2 separate regions of the Xenopus tropicalis genome follow, and region 2 is linked to region 1. The links are chromatin contacts, called in public Hi-C maps. All regions are on one chromosome and are shown on one strand. The core of a region is the stretch at or near the end of the contact, and the rest is flanking DNA. Distances in the headings are between cores, read along the strand shown. Region 1 holds the start of meis2 (Meis homeobox 2). Region 2 overlaps meis2 (Meis homeobox 2).

Region 1 (4,145 bases), core at 980-3,479:
ACTGACAATGCAACATGTCTGGATTCCTTTCATTCTTACAACAGGAATTATTTCAGGGGGCATCTCTACTCTGCTGGTGGGAAAGGGGGCTAGGGCTGAGAGTGGCCTGCAGTCTCAGAGAGACACTCAGTAAAATGTCCTTTGTAAAAGCCAAATGACTAATAAAAAGGGTGCAATTATCGGCAGCTATATTGCTATATTTAGTATTCACATCAAGGTTGTCCAACTTTTGGCCCTTCATTTGTAATTAAACGAAAACTTTCAGTATTCCAGTTGTAGTTTAGAATGACAAACTAAGTTGTTTTTAATCATTAGTTATACTCAGTAATGGCATAAGAGACATTAGATCCCCCAGTCCAGCTTTTAGTAGGTACAATTTATTGAGTTCCACCTACAGTTTCCTGATTTTGGGAGCAGTTGGATGATTTGGGAGCAGCTGGAGGGTAACAGGTAGGGCAGATTTACATTAACTGATATTTGTTAATACGCAATTCTGTACATTTCGCCACTTTGAAAAATCTGGTTTCGAGTGTGTGTATTGGGGGGGCATATATAAATCAGAGATTTCAATCTGCAACCCCCAACTACCTTTGTACTACAACTCTCAGAACTTCTTTTTTTACAAATAATGAAAATGCATGAAGTCAGTATGTTTTTATGTACTTCCTCACTAGAAGCCCCTCTGATCCTGGGACCCTGGCTGGGAGCTGTATTTATGCGCATGTAGAAGTCCCAGACACATCGGCCAGTAACCTGCTGTAAGTGCACACAAATCCCCCAGTTACAGAGAGCAAGACAGCTGGCCAAATCCTGAAGAAGCTGCTGGCTCGTACACGCCGGGCTCTGGCTAGCTGAGGGGAGGTGGTGCGTCTGTGTTACTTTGTGGCTGTGTGGGATGGAGAGAGAGAGGATCAGTAGTGAGGGAGAATCCTGTGCTTGTAGCCTCCCATTCCCTGCCTCCTAGCCCTGCCCGTTGAGCAGGAGCTTTCCTGATTGCACGCCGCCCATTGCATTGCCTCTTTAGTCTCTGCCTCCCTCCATGTGTCTGTGCCGTAGGACTGGCTCCCTCTACTTCCGGGTCCCGTCATTTTCATTCTCCCGCCGATCAGCTCAACAAACTGAGTCTCTTGTATAAGGCAGCAGCAGCCAACCTGCCAGCAGTCAGTCATCTGCCAGAGACAGGCTGCAAATTCCCCACCTCATCCACCCAACTCAGCTCCACATTCTCTGCACTCGGAAGCACTTTGCTTTGGCTTTCATTACATTTGTAACTAGTTTTATTTTTATATTTATTTGGGGTTTTTTATTTTTTTAATTGGTTTCTCTTCATCATTTGGATCTAGAATTTTTTCACGTGTCACTGGGAAAAAAAATAAAAGAGACAGAGATCTGTAGGGAGCTGTCAAGAGGAGTTACAGGAAAGATAGGAGCAGCAGGGGAGACGCGTAAGGAGAGAGAGAGGGGTTGGAAGATTTGCTGCTCAATCGTATCTTCATCAATATCACCATCATCTTCCTCCTCCTCTCCTGCCACCATCCCTCATTCAACGCGCTGACATGCTCTGCCTCTGATTGACATCTGAAGTGGCGGAGAGCCATGACAGTCCCCACTCTGGGTACGTGTGGCTCTCTCCAGGGCCGCCACTGACCCCCAACTTGGGATTTTGGACACTTTATTTCCTCTGATCATTTTGTTAAAAACAACCCAAAAACAAAAAGGAAGAAAAAAAAAAAAACTAAACACAAACAAGGACAACAAGAAGGAGCCCTCACCCCACCCCCGCGCCTTGGCTTCTGAATTAACATGATTATTTGATTGCATTTTCTCTTCTTGGAGCCGGCTAAGGAATCTTTGTTGGATTGCAGCAGGAACAAGAAATATTTGAGTTTTTCCCCCCTAGCCCCCCATTCCCGGGACTCGAGAGGCTCCATTCTGGGAGCAGGGGACGAGGAGATACCCTAGGGCTGCCGGACAGCTGTTTATTGATGGCGCAAAGGGTAGGTTTAATTGCCCCCAGCTACATCCCTGTGCTCTCAGGCTGCTGTATGACCTGGGGGTGGGAAGCGGGTGCACGGGAGATTTAGGGATCAGTCTGTTTGTGTTTAATAAAGAGTGAATATGAGTGATTAGTGGTTAGGGTATCTCCTCTCTCTCTCACCACTTCTCTCTCTCTCTCTCTCACTCTCTCTCTCTCTCTTTCTGTGTTTCTCTTTCTCTGTTTCTCACTCACACTCTCTCACTCTCCCCTTCCCCAGCAGTCAGTCTAGTCCCTTGCTCTTGCTTCGCTCCCTGCACTCTTTCTCTTGCTCTTCTAACAAATTCCTTCCAAGGCTTTTTTTTCCTTTTACATTTTTTATCGGAGGGCTTTCGATTATATTTAATCATTTCTGATATAATTATTATTACTATTTTCTCGGAAGAGTGAATTTTTTGGATGAGCAGTAAAGACCCCACACACACCTCAATGTTCCTGGTAACTTCCTTACCCCAATGGAACTACAGTTTTATTTATTTACCATTTTCCTGTCTATCTCACGCTCTCTCTCTCTATTTAAATCTATTTTTACATACTTGGATTTTTTTTATTTTGCACATTTACATTTCTTAATGTCATATTTTAGTTTCCATTTTGCTATTTTTGCTGCCATTTATTGTACTGTTTATTTAATCCCTCTATTTCGCCTCTCTCTTCGGGCCTTCCTTCTCTAAGCACTGGATCTTTCTCTTCTTCTATTACTGTATCCTTTGCATTTTTTCTGTATTTTCCCTAAATTCCTCTTTTCTTTTTCTGGCAGTACGATGAGTTACCGCACTATGGCATGGACGGAGTGGGGGTGCCAACATCAATGTACGGCGACCCCCATGCCCCTCGCCCTATCCCACCGGTACACCACTTAAACCACGGACCCCCCCTCCATGCCAGCCAGCACTATGGAACACATGCCCCTCACCCCAATGTTATGCCCACAAGCATGGGATCTGCTGTGAACGATGCCCTAAAGCGGGACAAAGATGCCATTTACGGGTAGGTACTGGCACACAGGCTTGCTCTTATTTGCAGGGGCCAGAAGGGGAGAGTTCATATATGCAGCGGGATGGCTTGTCGGGCTGCCGAGTAAATTGCAGGAAAACTCGCAGCAGCAGTAAGAAGATTAGCATCGGGCACATGGGAATATCAGGGTGGATTTACAAACAAACCCCCAGTCACACTGGGCATCAAACGCAGGAACTTCAGGTTAGGAGCCAGGTCGAAAAGGGAAAGGGAACGGGGGGCTGCTGTGCGCCCTGCGGTTTGGGAAGGAAAGTTGCAGCTCCGGGCCTGTGCGCAAAGCCACTAACTCAGGCTTCATTAGGGGAAGTCACAGGGATTCTAATTCCGGCCAATTAAGGATTAAAGGAACAACTAAAGAGGGGATTAAAATGGCCTTGTTGTTATGCAAAGGGAAAAACTGATAATCCCTTATTTCTCTGATACAAACTGTCATGTCACCCTAAGAGCTTGCAATGTGCAAAATCAGCCCAGCGGGCTGGGGATTATTCGGGGAGATGTAGCACTATATGTGCGGTGACATTTAGCTTCCTTGCACTATACAAACAAACAGGTCTGCCGTGTGTGCGTGTGTGCAACTGTGCTGTTACAGCGACACAAATCGATATTAGTATTGCACAGTGTAAGCAAGCTGTTTGTGCTTATTGTCGCCTTTGTGCTTTCTCTGTGTCCGGTTCATTGCTGATACTTTCTCTTCTTTGTTCTCCTGTTTGGGGAACCCACAGACACCCCCTTTTCCCTCTGCTAGCTCTGGTTTTTGAGAAATGTGAACTGGCAACGTGTACCCCGCGGGAGCCGGGAGTCGCGGGAGGGGATGTGTGCTCGTCGGACTCCTTTAATGAAGATATCGCTGTGTTCGCCAAGCAGGTCAGTCGCTGCGATTTCTGCACCCCACAACCAAAGCGCATGTGTTGTCCTATACAGCATGATAATAATGCGTAGGTTGTAGACATTTATGTATATTATACACAATTACGCTATAGTAAATATCGCACGAATTAACAAATCCAGTTGCTACTGTTACCAACATTCACCCTTCTGTTTCATTATCTTAATGACTTGCTTTCATATTGCCACTGCTATTCTAAACTTTTCT
Region 2 (4,145 bases), core at 959-3,458, 36 kb after region 1:
CACATTCAAACAGAAATATGTGTGAGCTGACAGGTTCTGTTTTTAAAGAACATGCAGTAGGTGGTTTAAGCCTTTGGCAAAAAACTGCCATAAAAACTTTGACATATGGATGAATGGATTGGAGCATGCTGTCACTTGCATGGCCTGCAGGGGGGCAGCATGACTGCCTATGTACCTTTCTGTTTTGGGGGGAAATGAATGAAAGATAAATATAGCCTTCTAGAATCTTTGCCTCATAAGTCTACACTTTAGTCCTTCCATTATTACTTCAATATTGGTTTGCATATTTATCTTTTAATTTTCTCTCAGCTTTATTTAGCTGAAGGTTTATGCACCTATTGTGGTTTTTACTAGTTATACTGCTAAAGCACATAACTGGCCACACATCCCTTCTTAACTTGTGTGAACTACAACTCCCTGTAGTTGCACAGTTGTAATGTATAGTAGTTTGCAGGAGGGCTTTGTGAGTAATATCCCTGCTCTAGGGTTACCTTCCCACTATCCAATCAGCCCACCCAGGTTCGTGTTCCAGGCAACTCGCCAGCATTTTCAGGCATGACCTTATTTGCATTTAAGACCTGAAACAATTTAGTTTAGTGAAAGTGGCAGGAGGAGGCTGAGGATTTATAACCTACATGTTTATTTTAGATGTTGACTTGTGATGGAAATTGAGATGTAACTGTCAGACTGTCAGAATAGGGCCCCGAAGTATACATTAAACACTGTGTTCCTGATATCACAGAGAAGAGGCAGCTGATTGCAGGTAGGAGTTAATGTATTTTTTACATAACTGGCAGTATTTATATCTGCTGAGCATTAAGAAGTCGACTGAAGAGTATATTTTGCCGATCTGACTTGGTAAAAGTAAATGCAAAATGAACACCTTTTAGCATTTAAATTCTTATGTCAGCCAGCTCATCAGAAAGGAGATGTAAGTTTCCAAGGCATGGTAGGGAGAGATGTGCCAGATAAATAAAAGTTTGTTCTGCCTAAGATAAAAGTTCTCTTTTACTTTGGTGATAAATTGTCTTTGCACAGCAGGGTCAGTGTTTTAAAAGCAGGGTTAATAACACTAATAGGTGATGGTTACAGAATAGAAAAAAATGTACTTGCTATGAAGGATATACCTTCATCTTCGAAATGACCAGCTGCGAATAACTTCATTTGCATGGTAGTCATTGAAGGAATTATGGCCCAATTGATATGAAATAGCCTTGCCGTTCACAAAAATAACTAAATGCCAGGCCTTATAACATGGTTGATGTTGAATTATGATCATGTGAGCTCCACGTCTTTCATAAAAGCATTTTGATATTTGGTCTCAAACTTGGACTTTGTGTTTGACCTAAGATGACCTGTGTACACCCTCAAGTATGGGCTTTTCAGAAGCACATATCAAGCATATTTGCTCTAGATAGAACCGAGTTTTCCTGCCAGTCTCCATTCTTTCTAAACAGTATGAAAAGATTAGGGACAAAGGTGAGGTCACAGGTTAAGTCTGCAGGGGATGCAGAAACATGTCAGACATGTTTAGGAGACAGGAAGCTTGGGGAAGGTCTCCTGAGGACTGCTTTCCATTCCCGTCTGAATCATCTACATGACATTGTGCAAACTCCAGGTTTCCAGACACAGAATAAGTAGAAAATGGTCAGAACTCACTCTGAATATACTCAAACAGAAATGACCGTCTACCAAATATTTTGTACCATTCATTACAATTTTCGAGTTTCCTGTCCTGTGAGTTGCAGGCTTCTGTCAGCCTTGAATGTATTTCTGTCTTCAAAGATATCAGTTAAGAAATCATCTCCATGCCCCCTCATGCAGATTTAATCATTTAAAGCTTTTATTTTACCTCCAGAATAATATTTATGGCTTTGTGCTACAAATGTAGGGCACTGTGTTGTGTCCCACAAGGGCATCTCTGTGGAGAAGTCTTTAAGGATTCCTCATCCTTTTTTTCCAATTTCTTTTTTGTAGTCTTAGCACAAAATGCCTGCACACCCAAGCACTGATTTGTCTGTTAGTTGGGTCCCTGGGGCCATCCCACAGATTTCTGCTTCTCTGGAAGTTGCAGCTGTAAATCTAGGGGAAAAAAAAGAAAAGAAAGGAATGTAGTTTGTACGAATGGTTGTGTACCTTTAGTGTGAGTTCAGAGCAGCAGCAGCAGCTGCAATGCTAACTTTGTATGTGACAGTACAAAAGAGAGCAAGCTGAAAAGCGAGTCAGCAAGCGTCAGGACAAAAGCAAGGATCGGCTAACACAGCAGCACAGCAACACATGGCCTGACTAATTTATGAGCAAAAAACTGCTCTTCCCTGGGCAAACCAAGGCTGAGAGGCTGCTGCAGATCTAGGAAGTTTTCATTGACTCCTCCAGCATCACTGCAGCCACGAGAGATCATTTTCAGTTTGAACTATATCAGGGTCTACGCTTAATCAATACACTATTGGAAAAAGAATTAATTACTAAAGCAGAATAAAACAGCTGCATTTTAAACGAAGGATCCATCACTCCTCTAATCTTTCAGTTACAGAAGCCACAGCAAGGTTCATTTTGGCTCTTATAATGAGGAGCTCTGAGAATTTCCCTATCAGTTCTCTTAGGATTATGTATTAGGTTTATTCTCTCCCTGCTGTTTTGTCAAGAGTACAACTTATTTCAACATGCTAAATGGGGCGGGGGAGAAAGCAGGGCGTTAACATACAGGAATGTCAGAGAAAACCACTGGTGTTTATGTTGGGAGCAATGGACTTTATCAGCCTCATTTTGCTGCGTCTTTTTTTTATCACTGGTAATATAATTATTATTAATTGCCGGGACAGAAAGAACTGATTTCTTGCTCGTTGTGAACTTTTACATCTTGTTGTAAATATAGAAAGTGTTGTGCAAACACAAGAACAATTTAAGTCCACATTTTTAATGGTATTGGGGAATGACTGGCAGATAAAGGCGTACAGATTTCTGCACATAGATTGTCTTCCTCAACAGGCATAAACATATTTAATTTTGGGATCTGGGGCATTTTGGGGTGCTGCATACTGCTCTGTGGTGTTCAAATATTAAGATCATCCTGTAGTTTTGAATACAAACTCCTTTTCCCTCTGGAAAAGTTACATATAACTGTAATACTAAGTGCAGGTTTATGGCACGTTTCTGCATATTATCAGCATACCAAATTACTCATTAAAACGCATGCTCTTTTTAATGCATCCTTGTTATATAGGATTACAAAGAATCAAAGGCATATTACATCTTCAACTATGGGCGGTTTACCAACTGGGCCACTTGGGTACTAATATATTACTAATGAGTTGTACTCTTCTATTCCAGGAATATCAGAGAATACTTAGAAATAAATGAAAATCTGCATGTCTTGGCACCTTGCACCACAAGGTACGCCCTCTTTGCCACTGTACACTTACAGTCTCAGAATTAAAAAAGCTCATTACCATTCAGAAATCTGAGGGTGATTTTGGTGAGCTTGCAGTAACTTTAGGTTGGCAGGCACTTGAAAGGGTTGTAGCTAATTCTTAGAGATACCCATTTTTGCTCTCTGCGTGAAAGGGAGGCGGTCTATAGCAAATTGGTGCAGTTTGCTCTGCTAATTTTCATGCTCATTCCAATTAATTTAACACAACCCAGATTCCTTCCTCAGGCTCATCCTAATTAGCCAGGCAACACCTAAGACAAGTTCTGTTTAATAACACAGAGGAAGCCCTGTTTGCGAGCGAATTGGATGCTAATAAAGATATTCACTGGTATGGTTTGATATCTGATGTCAATTATAGTATGTAATTTAGAGGTCTCCCGTGTGCGTGGTGTGATGTAGGAAGCAAGCAGCGGGACACTGTCCTATATTTGATTTCACTGACGGAACCAAACCCACCTTTGGGACCAATTAGTGTTATTTTTCTGGTGTGGATTCTTGGATTGTTCATTTATTCTACCGTAATGAACTGGGAGTATCTGATAAAGAGTCACAAACTGTGTGAAGCCTTCTGAGAGCTCTGAACCTTATCACATAAAGAGAAAGCATTGATGTATATCACATAGAAGCATTTACTCCAGATCTCCACCTTTTTGTTGTTGTCTCCCCCCTCATTTAGTTCATTTTTGTCCTGCAGAATAAAAGGGAACTGCGGATT

The links. A called contact is a pair of places that touch in the nucleus more often than the background predicts.
Region 2: a Hi-C map of neurula embryo shows a contact between it and region 1, with 1.5 times the contacts expected there. The contact joins the enhancer-like site here to the promoter of meis2 in region 1. A contact is called at or near these places in 2 of 5 Hi-C or Micro-C datasets (gastrula embryo and neurula embryo).

Annotation. Positions count from the first base shown.
Region 1 is chr8:111,150,290-111,154,434 of UCB_Xtro_10.0, forward strand. It overlaps meis2 (Meis homeobox 2), which reads left to right and starts at 2,230. Exons shown (of 13, transcript NM_001097218.1): 1 at 2,230-2,473; 2 at 2,796-3,025; 3 at 3,775-3,916. The coding sequence starts at 2,820. LOC100498462 (a long non-coding RNA gene) reads right to left here and starts at 65. Exons shown (of 2, transcript XR_208950.4): 1 at 1-65.
Region 2 is chr8:111,186,088-111,190,232 of UCB_Xtro_10.0, forward strand. The region is part of intron 7 of meis2 (Meis homeobox 2); the gene reads left to right. Among named protein-coding and RNA genes, the nearest start is that of meis2, 36 kb to the left of the region's middle. Within about 2 kb of position 2,209, at least 3 of the 11 cell types and tissues checked have an H3K27ac peak or open chromatin away from gene starts, as enhancers often do. A contact at or near this core is called in gastrula embryo and neurula embryo, where this site is marked.